Regions from separate parts of the Sus scrofa genome. Here region 2 is linked to region 1. Evidence: chromatin contacts called from public Hi-C data. All regions are on one chromosome and are shown on one strand. Each heading gives the region's core, a stretch centred on a gene start, on an enhancer-like site or on the middle of the called end of the contact. The rest is flanking DNA. Distances are from core to core; before and after follow the strand shown. Region 1 has its middle 180 kb from the start of IRF2BP2. Region 2 overlaps LOC102158473 (a long non-coding RNA gene).

Evidence for each region. A called contact is a pair of places that touch in the nucleus more often than the background predicts.
Region 2: a contact with region 1 is called in a Hi-C map of liver, with 2.8 times the contacts expected there. The contact joins two enhancer-like sites. A contact is called at or near these places in 1 of 5 promoter capture datasets (liver), 14 of 47 Hi-C or Micro-C datasets (embryonic fibroblasts, fetal heart ventricle, fetal liver and 6 more) and 1 of 2 datasets of contacts at active chromatin or transcription factors (skeletal muscle).

The regions. Positions count from the first base shown.
Region 1 is chr14:56,360,691-56,366,704 of Sscrofa11.1, reverse strand. No RefSeq gene overlaps it. Among named protein-coding and RNA genes, the nearest start is that of IRF2BP2, 180 kb to the left of the region's middle. Within about 2 kb of position 2,399, at least 60 of the 83 cell types and tissues checked have an H3K27ac peak or open chromatin away from gene starts, as enhancers often do. A contact at or near this core is called in fetal liver, liver, mesenteric adipose tissue and 1 more, where this site is marked.
Region 2 is chr14:56,455,400-56,461,326 of Sscrofa11.1, reverse strand. It overlaps LOC102158473 (a long non-coding RNA gene), which reads left to right. Exons shown (of 7, transcript XR_002338950.1): 7 at 1-102. Among named protein-coding and RNA genes, the nearest start is that of IRF2BP2, 87 kb to the left of the region's middle. Within about 2 kb of position 3,971, at least 23 of the 83 cell types and tissues checked have an H3K27ac peak or open chromatin away from gene starts, as enhancers often do. A contact at or near this core is called in fetal liver, liver, mesenteric adipose tissue and 1 more, where this site is marked.

The DNA of each region.
Region 1 (6,014 bases), core at 1,150-3,649:
CTGATCAGTTTCTGCCCCTCACAATGGAAAAATAAAAAAAAAACAGATTTTGAGTTTGGCTCAGCCGGTTAAGAACTTGATACAGTGTCCATAATGATGCAGGTTCAATCCCTGGCCTCAGTCAGTGCGTTAAGGATCCGGTGTTGCCATGGGTTGTGGTGATGGTTGCAGATGCGGTTTGGATCTGGCATTGCTGTGGCTCTGGCGTAGGCCGGCAGCTACAGCTCCGATTAGACCCCTAGCCTGGGAACCTCCATATGCCGAGGGTGTGACCCTAAAAAAATAAAAGAAAAAAGAAAACTGGATTCTTGCCTGCTCCTCCCTTCAGGGCAGCTCACCAACCTCAGGCTGAGCACACACACGTTCACATGCTGTCTGCCAGGGACACTGGGCACAGAGACCAGAGGAGAGCAGGGCTCAGGGACAGCCGAGCAGGCTGAGAACACCCATGAGGCAAGGATGGCTGTGTAGCCAGGGGCCTTCCTGTGGGGATGCCGCCAGGATAGGAGGTCCCAGGCCTGGATCCAGGACTGTGGCTAGAAGTTCTGAGGGCAGGAAGGGAGCTGTAGGTACAGAGCCTGCAACCACCCGCTGTCAGGGACCCCCAGAATATTAGGAAGCACGGAAGGAACCGTCCCCAGTGGAACAGGCAAGAGCGTAGCAGTCCAACCCCAATACAATGCGAACTAATGTGCTGCATCTTTCAGTAGCCGCATTAAAGGAAGTGGACAGAAAGGTAACATTCTTCTTAATAGCATATTTTACTTAATCCACTCTTCCTTAAATATGAGCATTTCAACATGTGTGATACTTCCCGTTCTTTTTTTTTAACAAAGTCCTCGAAATCCAGTGTGACTTACCCCCACCCAGCATGTCTCAGTTTGAAGCAGTCCCATTTTCACCACTCCTGAGCCACATGCCCGGGTGGCTACCATATATGGCTGCACAAATCTAGGGGTGGGTGTGTGTGTAGAAGGAATCGTAACTTCTGCTCTGACTCTCTGAGTCCAAAAGACAAGTCAGACCTGCTTAAAGGGGGAGGGCGGGGGATGAAGAGGGAGAGAGGGTCATCCAGCATCTTGGTGAGGCCAGCGCGGCATGCCAGGCACTAAGTGCATGAAGGAGAGGCACCAGCTCCTCTCCCGCATCCCCAAGGGTGTCTGCGCAAACAGTGTCAAGACGACACAGAGCACCGAGGAAGGTTTGCTAAATGTTGCCAAGCACCTGGACACCAGATCACAAGGGCGACCCAGAAAACAGGCAAGTGCACCTGTGGTGGAGCGCTTGGCATCGAGCCCGGGACGGAGGTCACCCCAGGTCACGGCTGGAGGCGGGGAGCCAGGCAGCAAGGCTGCCTAATGTGGAAATGTTTGGATCGGAGCAGGGCAGGCGCTGCGGGCAGCGGGGAGGAGGCCAGGGCGGCGGGGTCCAGAGCGCAGCGCTGACAGTAACCAGGCGCGCAGAGGACCATGTGGTCCACAGCGCCAGCGCTGGCCAAAACCCGGGCTGCCTCTTTCCTAATAAGTCTGGCAGCGCCTGCGTCCTCTCAGCAGACCAGACTCTCCCTTGCTGCCGGGTCTTATTTAAGAAGAAGGAGCGGGGTGCCACCAGGGAGAAAAGCAAGCCAAACCCAGCAAGGATGGAGGGGAGCCCTCCTTTCTCCCGGCCTCCCCACTCCACAGCAGATCAGCTTTGCAAATGAACGAAGGGGTTGCTTTCTCCACGAGGACTGACTCTCTAGCCCTGGGGCACACATCGCATCCCAGATGGTGAGCCACAGGTCTCCAGCCCTTCCCTCTGGGGTGAGGAGGGGGCCCCCTAAAGCATCCCGCCCCATCCCTTCCCCTCCTCCTCCAGCTCCTTCCAGGAAAGAAAGGCACCGCCCACCTAACTTCAGAAGAAGGTTCCCCCCTTCCAGCCTCTGGGTCTGGCTGGGGCTGCACACTTGCTAGTTGTCTGCCGGCCCCACACAAGGGAGGGCAGGATTACAACACGTGTGTGTTTGGGTCAGGAGCACTTTTGAACTATGGCTCCGAGAAAGAACAGCCTGTACAGCCATTGAGTCTCCCAGCAACAAAGAATGTACAACAGAGAATGATTAGCCCTCACTGGCAAAACAATTTTTTTTTTTTTTAAAAAAGAGGTGCCGCTTGGTCTCTTTATAGGGTCCTGGAGTTAGGGTGTCTGGACTGAAGAGTGCTCTCCCTGCCTGGCTGGGAGAACCAGCGTCACTCGCTCCTCAGGGGTTTATGACCTTGGCTTACTAATAAGCCCTTGTAACACGATTACAGTCGGGGTTTTGCAAGCTTCGGGACCCAGGTGTGGTTGAAGGTCAGCTGCCTCGGGACAGGGGGCTCTCCTGCCGTTGGGAAAAGGTTACAAAGAATGATTTTCCTGCTCGAGGGCTTGTAGATGATTAACAGGTTTCTTTCTGTTAACCAGAGAGTTAATCGTTAGTCAAAGCACACTTTGATAATGGGGGCGGAGGGGAGAAAATGAATACGTCAACCATTAATCGAGGGACATGCCATAAAAGTTAGGATGGAAAACACACCGTTTGGGAGAGGAATTCATGCACTGGCCTGCTGGAGAAGAAGGAGGTAAAGGATCAAGTGAGGCCATGAAGTTCATGCATACTTAGAGCAGGGAGTTTTTTTTTTTTTTAAATCCTTTTCCTTGTTACATTGCTTGGAGGAAGCAGGGTAGGGATAACGAAATAACAAACACGGGAACATTACAAATAAAGCCAGTTTTATTGGCTTTTTGCTCCAGCCTCCCACAGTTGAGCCTGTCCTCTGTATGATTCTTTCCTTGGGCATTTTGCGGGGAGGAGAGGAGCCCAGGGACTCACGATCAGAAAAGCCAAGGGGGTCCAAGGAACTCAGGCTGAGAGGCATGAGGCCACACCAGCCCCTCCCCCGGGGTCACCCTGGCCAGTGCCCCCGTCCCTGACCCCAGTCGTCCTGCTGGGGCCCAGGGTGGCCTTGCTGGGCAGAGAGGTTGCCTGTTCGCTGCCCTGGAAAAAAGCAGCATTAGCCTCAGTTTCTTATGGCCTGATTGTGACACCAGGTCCTGGTGCCCAGGAGAGCTTTCCCCCAAGGCCCAGCCCAGGAAACAAGAGGATGCAGGGGGCAAAATTCCTGTTTTGCGCAGACAACTCCCAGATACACCACCTCCACCACTAGAAACATTTCTGGGTGCAGGACACAAGCATGTGTATTTTTTTTTTTTTCTTTTTGCTTCTCAGGACCACACCCTTGGCATATAGAGGTTCCCAGGCTCTCCCAGGCTAGGGTCGAATCAGAACTACAACTGCCGGCCTACGCCACAGCCATAGCAATGCAGAATCTGAGCTGCATCTGCAACCTACACCACAACTCCTGGCAACGCTGGATCCTTAAACAGGAATCGAACCCACAACCTCATGGTTCCTAGTCAGATTTGTTAACCACTGAGCCACAGTGGGAACTCCAACATGTGTATTTTTTTTTTTTTAAGGCTAATTCTCTCGAGTAGCCAGGGATGAATTGCCGCCACCAAGAAAACTAGCTGGGGAAACGTGAGCTGGGGGGCAGAACGCTCTGGGAAAGGTGCGCTCAGACTTGGTGGCCCAAGAGGATGACGGCAAAGATGAAGAGTGTGCGATAAACATGGATGGTCAAGAGGTTATGGACAACGTTGGAGCAATGCTGTGGGGGCCACACTAGAGAGACCCTCCTGCTCCCTGACACTTAGAAAGACCCAGGAGACAGTATAGATGCCTTTGGACCTGTTGTGGTCTGTGCACACGGGTCACAAAATAATTTCTGGACTCGTATCGGGGTGAAAAGAAAGAAGAGTTTATTGAGCATGGCGAGGGGAGAGAAAGTAGAGTTTATTGAGATAAGAGATGCTGCAAGCAAAGCAGGCTGACTTGCTGATGATCGGGGAGAACCAATCCTTGAACGTGTGGTCATGTCTGTTTTAATAGCCCAGGGAGAGGAGATGTCTCAGGATATATCTGCTGACCTGCTGATTGGTTGGGGAAAGAGGGGAGTCTTAGGATACGCTTGCTGGTTGGTTGGGAGCATGTAAGGTCCTATAGGGGTGGGGCGAGGAGTGGGCCATATACCTTTCCTAGTAGGGGCAAGAAGGAGTAGACCTGGTTGCTCAAGGTGGGGGAGGGAGCACTACAATGAGACAGGAGGGGTGATGATAAGGGTCTGGCAATTCCTGTCTTGGCCAGACGCTTGGAGTTCTATCTCCCTAAAGGGAACTTGAAGCCCAACAGGATCCACCCCCTCCATCTGGCTTGAGGAGGGACACTGACCAGGGAAAGCTGACCTCAGAAAGGCATGTCCCAAGAGCATGTGACTGTGGCCATTTGTATGGTAACTCGCTGACTTATACGGGCAGAGAGAGATGGCTTCTCTCCTGAGCCGTGTTCTCAACTTGTTCTGAACCCCTCCAATTTTCCATCTGTTAAATGGAATGATAACTCTTGACGTCTGCTTGCCTCACTTGGACACTATGAATAGAAAAATTTTCCCCAAGTGCTTTGGGCTCACACGAAAAGGAACTAGCTAAGCATCTCTGCACTCGCCAGATTTTCCTGGACACCAATCAACTTAAATGGATAATAATAAATTCCTCTGCCTGTCTTTGTTGAGAGAGTAAAAGAGAAAGAATCCCTCAAGACCTCGGGTCTCGAATATTCTGCTCTCTAAAACCTCTTTCAAGAAAAGGGTCTGAGGACCAGGTCTGAGAGATGGCAAGAGCTGTCTCTAGAATATTTTGGTTTTAAAAATCACCTTCCCTGGAGTTCCCATTGTGGTTCAGCAGAAACAAATCCGACGTAGCCATGAGGATATGGGTTCAATCCCTGGCTTTGTTCAGTGGGTTAAGGATCTGACGTTGCCATGAGCTGTGGTGTAGGTTGCAGATGTGGCTTGGATCTGGCGTTGCTACGGCTATAGCATAGGCCAGCAGCTGCAGCTCCGAATCGACTCCTAGACTAGAAACTTCCATATGCTGCAGGTGCAGCCCTAAAAAGAAAAAAAAGAAAAGAAAAATCCCCTTTCCTGAACCACGTAGACGGAAGCATTCTGCATGGAAAGGTGAGAATGGGTTATGACTCAGCCTTGGGACCGTGTATAGACATGGGGAGGCTTCCAGATGCTTTTATGTCTTCACTTATTCATGTATTCCACAGCGCTTTCCAGAGCAATTATCCCAGGTTCCCTAAAAGCATCTGACCACCAAGTCCAGGGTTTGGTTACCACTGTCTGACCCCAAACCAGCTCTCTCAGGCTGGACCTCCAGCTGAATCAGGTTGCCTATCTTGCAACCCAACACCTGCTCCCATCTCCCCTCACCTTCTATGTCCCTGGGGTGAGGGGGCTACCAAGCAAAAGGAAGTTGGTTTCTACTCTGTGGTGTGTGTGTGTGTGTGTGTGTGTGTGTGTGTGTGTGTGTGTGTGTGTGTGTGTGAGATACCCAAAGACCAAAGGAGAGAGGAAGAATAGAGAACCAACGCTGTTTTTCTCCAAAACCCTGAGATGAGACTTCAATGAGATGAGTCAAGGGTATAACAATCTTGTCCAGGTAAAATTTCCTCTCTCCTTAAGCAGTTTGTAAGTTTCTCAAACATAAGGATCTGAATTCCCTTCTCCTGCAGGGCCGTTTACACAATGGAGTTTTGTTGAATGGCAACCGAATAAATGATTTACTCAGTGGCTTTGAGAACAAGACCATTCACTTTCAAAGCCCTGCTGAGGTAGACAGATGCTGAAGAGTCTTCCCCTGTGCTTGCAGAATGTGGGGGCTTGCACTTCCCGATCTAGACTAAGAGCAGTAGGTGCAGATTGGATCCCTGTCAATTAAGCCTAAGTGTCGACTCATATAACAGGGCTGCCACTTGCTATGGTTTGTAAAGCTGAGTCCAGGCAAAACCTGATGGGAGATGCCCCTTGCGTTCTGTGCTTCTTTCATTCCTGCCCAGGGGCTTCAAAGACCTTGGGCCACCAGGGCTTTCT
Region 2 (5,927 bases), core at 2,722-5,221, 93 kb before region 1:
TCAAGGAGCTTATGGCCATTTTTTTTCTCATCTTTTTAGGGCCCATGCCCATGGCATATGGAGGTTCTTAGGCTAGGGTTCGAATCGGAGTTACAGCTGCTGGCCTACACCACAGCCACAGCAACAGCAACGCCAGATCCAAGCTGTGTCTGCAACCTACACCACAGCTCATGGCAATGCCAGATTCTGAGTGAAGCCAGGGATTGAACCTGTGTCCTCATGGATGCTAGTCAGATTCCACTGAGCCAGTACGGGAACTCCCTTACAGCCATTTAGTGTGTCCACAGTTATAATGTGTCTGCAGTTATAGTTAGTATAACCCTAACCTTAACCCTAACCTTAACCCCCAACACAGGGGACAACGCTTTAGGAGAGGAGCATTGTACTTTGGGTACCTAGAAAAAAAAATCAAATACCTTTTAAGTGAAGCTTGAGGAAGGTCTGCCTGAGAAGGTGGCATTTGATTCAAACCTTGAACAATGGGAATGAAGGCTAGTGGGATAGCAGAGAGGGTCACTTCAGGCAGAGGATGTGATGTTTTAGGAGAAGGTTTAGGAGAAACTTTTGGTCACACTGTCTTTACTTACAGGAGTAGGAATCAAGGATGAATCTAGAACACAGAGACAGGCTTCTTGGAAAATTTCCTAGAATTGAGCCTTTTATGTCTTCTTGGGTCACCAAGATTCAGGCTCCTTAAATGCTCTTAGACCAAAGGCTGGCTCCACACCCAGGAGACTTCATTAACATTTCATCCTCCCATGGCTCTGTGATGAAGGCAGTAGAACAAGCCTGCCCTTTGTTGTGAGGGGCGCTTGTGTGTGTGTCTTTTCCACGAATCTCCCCTAGTGCATCCTTGGGCAAAATGTCCTGTTGGCCTCAAGGACAGTAAACATGTCAGCCTACACTGATGAGAGGTAATTAAGCAACCCTATGATATACTCATGTTGCAGGGTCCTGCTTGGAGTTCCATCACAAAGACCCTATCGTCTCTCTTTTAGAAAGACCTCACGTCTCGATTTAAGGGTTTTTTGAAACTATTGGATTATATTGAAAATTTCGTAGAAAGACAGGGCCTCGGTAAAAAAAAAAAAAGAGGAATGTGAACTTTAAATATAGGTGGATGAGGGAGTTCCCGTTGTGGCTCAGTGGAAACGAATCCAACTAGTATCCATGAGGATGCAGGTTCAATCCCTGGCTTCGCTCAGTGGGTTGGTGAGCCATCAGCTTCAGTGTAGGTGGAAGATGTGGCTCAGATCCCCTTTTGCTGTGGCTGTGGGGTAGACTGGCAGCTGCAGCTCTGATTTGACCCCTAGTCTGGGAATGTCCGTATGCTGCAGGTGCGGCCCTAAAAAGCAAAAAAAAAAAAAAAAAAAAAAAGAGTTGGGTGATTTTTTATAATCCCAACTTTGAATGAAGGCAAAGGAGCTTAATTTAAACAAATGAATGATTAGAGTTGCCTACCAATATATAAACATCATAATTTAAAATGTAATCATCATTCTTCTCCATTCAGCCATTATCCTGGTCTGATTTCTAGCCCTGTTCTTTCTACACAAGAGCTAAGGATTTGGCCTGTTTTAACAGCCACTTTTTTTTTTTTTTTCTTTTTTTTTTTTGGCAAACAGCAGGACAGAACACACTGCAATCAAATCAGCCTCTAAGTTGGCCCCAAACATCAAATGGGCCTGGGCATGATGGCGTATTTTCAGGCACATATAAACTTGGCCTGTATTCCTCAGGGCGTGAGTCTGGCACCTCTCTGGATCAGTAAATAGGCTTTTTGAAAAGCCCAAACAAACCATAAGGAAATCCTGCATTCTGAAACAAAAGGTATAAAAGCTAAGTAAAGACACACACTGCCATTGTCTGCTTTGCCAGGATGTGAGCTGTTGCCTTGGGAGAAAGATAACATGAAAGAGGCCATAATTGCAGGGCCAAGACTGCAGGCCCCACAAAAACAGGACGAAACATAGCAAAAGCGGGGGAAAAAAAAAAAAAAAAAGAGAGCTCCATGTGCTCTCAGCTGAGCCAGGAGAGAAAAAAAAAAAATCAAAAGAGCAACTCCTTCTTTAGCGTGTTCAAGAAATGGAGACAGAGGGCGAGGAAAATGAGGAAGATCACCAGGATTAAGTTAAAGTTTTCAGGAAAAACACAGGGCAGGAGAAAGAAAGAAAGAGAAAAAAACAAAACAAACAAACAAACAAAAAAAAACACCAGGCAGAACAGCTAAAGGAAGTAAGGGGAAGAGGACATGTTTTTTTAAACACATTTGCTTTTTTTTTTCTTTTCTTTTTTTGTTCAAGGGGAGGAGTGTGGAAAAAGAAAAAATAGGGCCATTTCATGAATGAGGAGAGGGTTGAAAGCTAGACAGACGGTTCCACATTAGCTGAGCTTCTAGATGGCTCTTTAAAAAGTATCTTAAACCAGGAACATGAAGATAAGGGCTAAGGACAATTGGGAAATAATGAAGATGTTGTCAATAAACTATTGATAAGGAGGGGTTAAAGGAGTATTTAGAGAAATTGAAGATATGCAAATGAGAGGCTGAAATAACACATGCATCCCAGGGTATTTAGTGGAACAGGCTCAAGAATTTGCGACACTATGAGGCAATTACTATTATTTTTTTAGTTGAAGTGTAGTTGATTTACAATGTTATGTTAGTTTCTGGAGTGCAGCAAAGTGATTCCTATATATATATATATTTTTTTACACATATCTTTTATATTTATATAGATATATCTTTCTATATATATCTTTTTCAGATGATTTTCCATTATAGGTTATTACAAGATATAATGCCCTATGCTATATTGTAAATCTTTGTTGGTTATCTATTTTATATATAGTGGTGTGTATCTGTTAATCCTAAACTCCTAATGTAACCCTTCCCCCATCCTTTCCCCTTTAGTAACTGTGAGATTGTTTTCTAGAGGCAATTATTTTTAATGCCATCCTGTGCAAAGGGGGTACTAAACACAGGTGTCTTAACACGACATTGCATCTCACGTTGCTGTGATGCATGATAAATGCATTTGCTGTTCTCAGAGTCACACATATTAGTCTGGGTCTTATCCTTACCTCCTCTCTCAGTAACAATATGAGAGGCTTAACTAAAGCAAAAGGAGTTTAAAAATGCTGTTTAGTATTAAATAGAACCTGCCCTCCCCCCCAAAAAAAAGGAAACTGAGGCATTGGGTAATCAAGGGAATGGTTGAAAGATCCAAGACTGAGTCAACGACTGAGTTATGACCCATTTTCCAGAATTCAGACATCTTCCAAAAGAAGAAAGCGCACAGAGGTAAGCTGGGTCTCAGGTGCGAATACAGATGGGTTCACTACTGGAAGCCACCAGCGCAGGGAGCCAGCCTGGAAGCGGACCTTGGTCTGCATCCACGACTCGGCCACCGCCAGAGCTGGTTTTTCCAGCCCCTTTCCTGCTCCCAGGTGGCAGAGCTAAAAATCAGGACACCAGCTCATTCTTTCAGTCCCCATTCCAAGCAAATCTCAGGTGGACTCTAGCTATGCTTTGTGAATTGCACCTGCCAGAGCTGCACAGCCAAGCAAGAGGAGGGAAATGCCTTAGTGGTTTCTGCACATAGACCAGACCAAGGGAGAAATTAACCTTAAGCTAGTGAACAACAAAAGTGTGCTTTGAGAAGTCAAATGAAGGAGGTGATGGTGGTTAGCGGACGGCCCTACACACCTTGTGTGTGTGTCTTGCTGAATCACTCTGTCCAAAGCTGGCAGGTGACAGACACAGGGTTACCTCCTGGATCGGTCTCTGGGGGTCCCTCCAGTTTCTGCGTCTCCAGACTGGGCAGTGCATGCAAGGTCTCCCCTGCTCACACCTGTTACTCATCCCAGCCACCTGATCTGAAGCGTCCTTGGGGACAGTGTTTTCACTCTGCCTGCTCTCTTGTGCTGGTGGATCGATGACAGTCAGCAAAGAACAAGCTGTGCCAGAGAAGAACGTCCTCTTCCTCTGGGCTGACTCAGCTTGGGACAGGAAGACCGGGGCATCTGGCATTTGGTGAAGCCCTTGATTGTCCCTTACGAAATATTAACCGAAATGGATTGGCGTTGGCCTCGTTCTGAGAAGGTCACCCAGGATGCGTTTGAAAGGAAGAGGCCCTGTGTCAACAAAGAGGAGTGATAAGCAGCCCGCCATTTCTCTGAACTGATGCGCCCGATGATCGTGTACCGCAGGCTCGGTTTTATATCTCTCCACAGATCAGTGTGCTTTTATGACAACCATCTCCATAGCAACCAGGTGTCCAGACACTAAATGGATCATGGGGATATGAAATCTCAGCCTGGGAAGGAAAGCCCACCCCGCCGCCCGACTGCCATTTCCGAGGCGCTGTTTTAGGATGAGGGCTGTTGGGTGGGTCCAGGGGACATGGGTGGCCTTCCCTAGGGCCCTGCTTAGCACAGGGACAGCCGGATGGCGGAGGAGCATTTTTTTGATTATGTTTACTAATGACCCAGAAGAAAGGGTAAATAACAGGTCATTGAGACACTGATGAAACCAAATGGGAAAGAGCTGCAAACACCAGAGAGACCAGAGAAATTATGTCAGTGGCAGTGGAGGAAAGAACCTGGGGAGGGTTATCCTGGGAACCCCGGAGTTAGTACTTCTGGGGGCCCGAGAGTCCCAAATGAGAAGGTGAACAATGCAGGGATTGTTTGGTGGGATCTGGGAGAGAAAGATGACAAGTAAGCTTAACACAGGGAAACATACCAGAACGGATAGTGAGGAGCTCAGGGAAGGGGCCGTCAGCCCAGGCTCCCCTGAGTGGTTGAGATGAATCCAGACAGCTGACCCTGGGAGGCTCAGAGGGAGGTGGTGGGGATGCAGCCCAGGATGCAGGGTGTCCACAGAGCAGCATCCTCAGGGCTGGAGGCAGCTGTGCCATGAGTCACACTGACTTCTCCCCAAAGGTGAGTCTCAACAGTCCTGCCATACCTGGAGCTTCTTTTGTTCAGCAATGATGTCCACATGCTGACAGTGCATGGAGGGCAGAGCGGGAAGGAAGGCACGGACAGATACAGTGGAACAAAAGGAGATGTAGTTGGGACCTCCGGGAAGAATTTTCCCGAGTGACATCTAAATAGGCTGCAAATGGCCCTTTGGAGGGAACTCCCATCCCTTGTCATAATCTAAACCAGGACCGGACTGGGAGGGGTGGCAACACATGGGTGTCAGGGGGAGGGCGGGGCCACCCCGCTTCTTTGTCTCGTCAGCCCATGACCCACGGGGTTGAGGCTTAAATGTGCCATTCGTCTACTGCACGAGGATCCTTGAATCCCCACACTAGGTGTGTCCATTGAAGAGAGTTCTGCCCTCTCCCAGGGGAAAGCTGGGGGTTAAATCTGTAACTGTCAGCCTGCCTGGCAACAAAATAAAAGGAAACCACATTCTTCATGAATGAAGGAAGGAGCAGGAGGAAGGTAGTCCCCCCCCACCTTCTCTTTTTTTTTTTAAACATGAGTAAGATCCTCAATATGTTTGAGATTATTTAGCAAATTCTCTGCAAGGGACCACAGGTCACTAGCCAACAGATCATGGATGTAGAGACCGCAGGCTTCTTCCGACCCTACCTCCCACCGTTGCCCCAGAGGTAGCAGGCTGGGCATCATGGGGGTCTCTGTTTAGTGAACTATTAATGATTTATCAAAGTCCAGACCCCTGCACCATCCGTCCAGTGCTCAGAATGTTATTAGAAAATCCTATTTCTGGTCTGTTATGAAACAGAGGTTTTGATGTGCTGCCAGGTTTATGGGGAATTCTGGAAACAGAACACTTGCTGCTCTGAGGAGCCGAGGCCAGTGGGTGTTACATAAAGCTTTCCTAGCAACTCAAGTTTATCAGAGAATGTGAGGCTGCAGTGGAAAAAAAGCCAACGAGTTAATGCAAAACATGA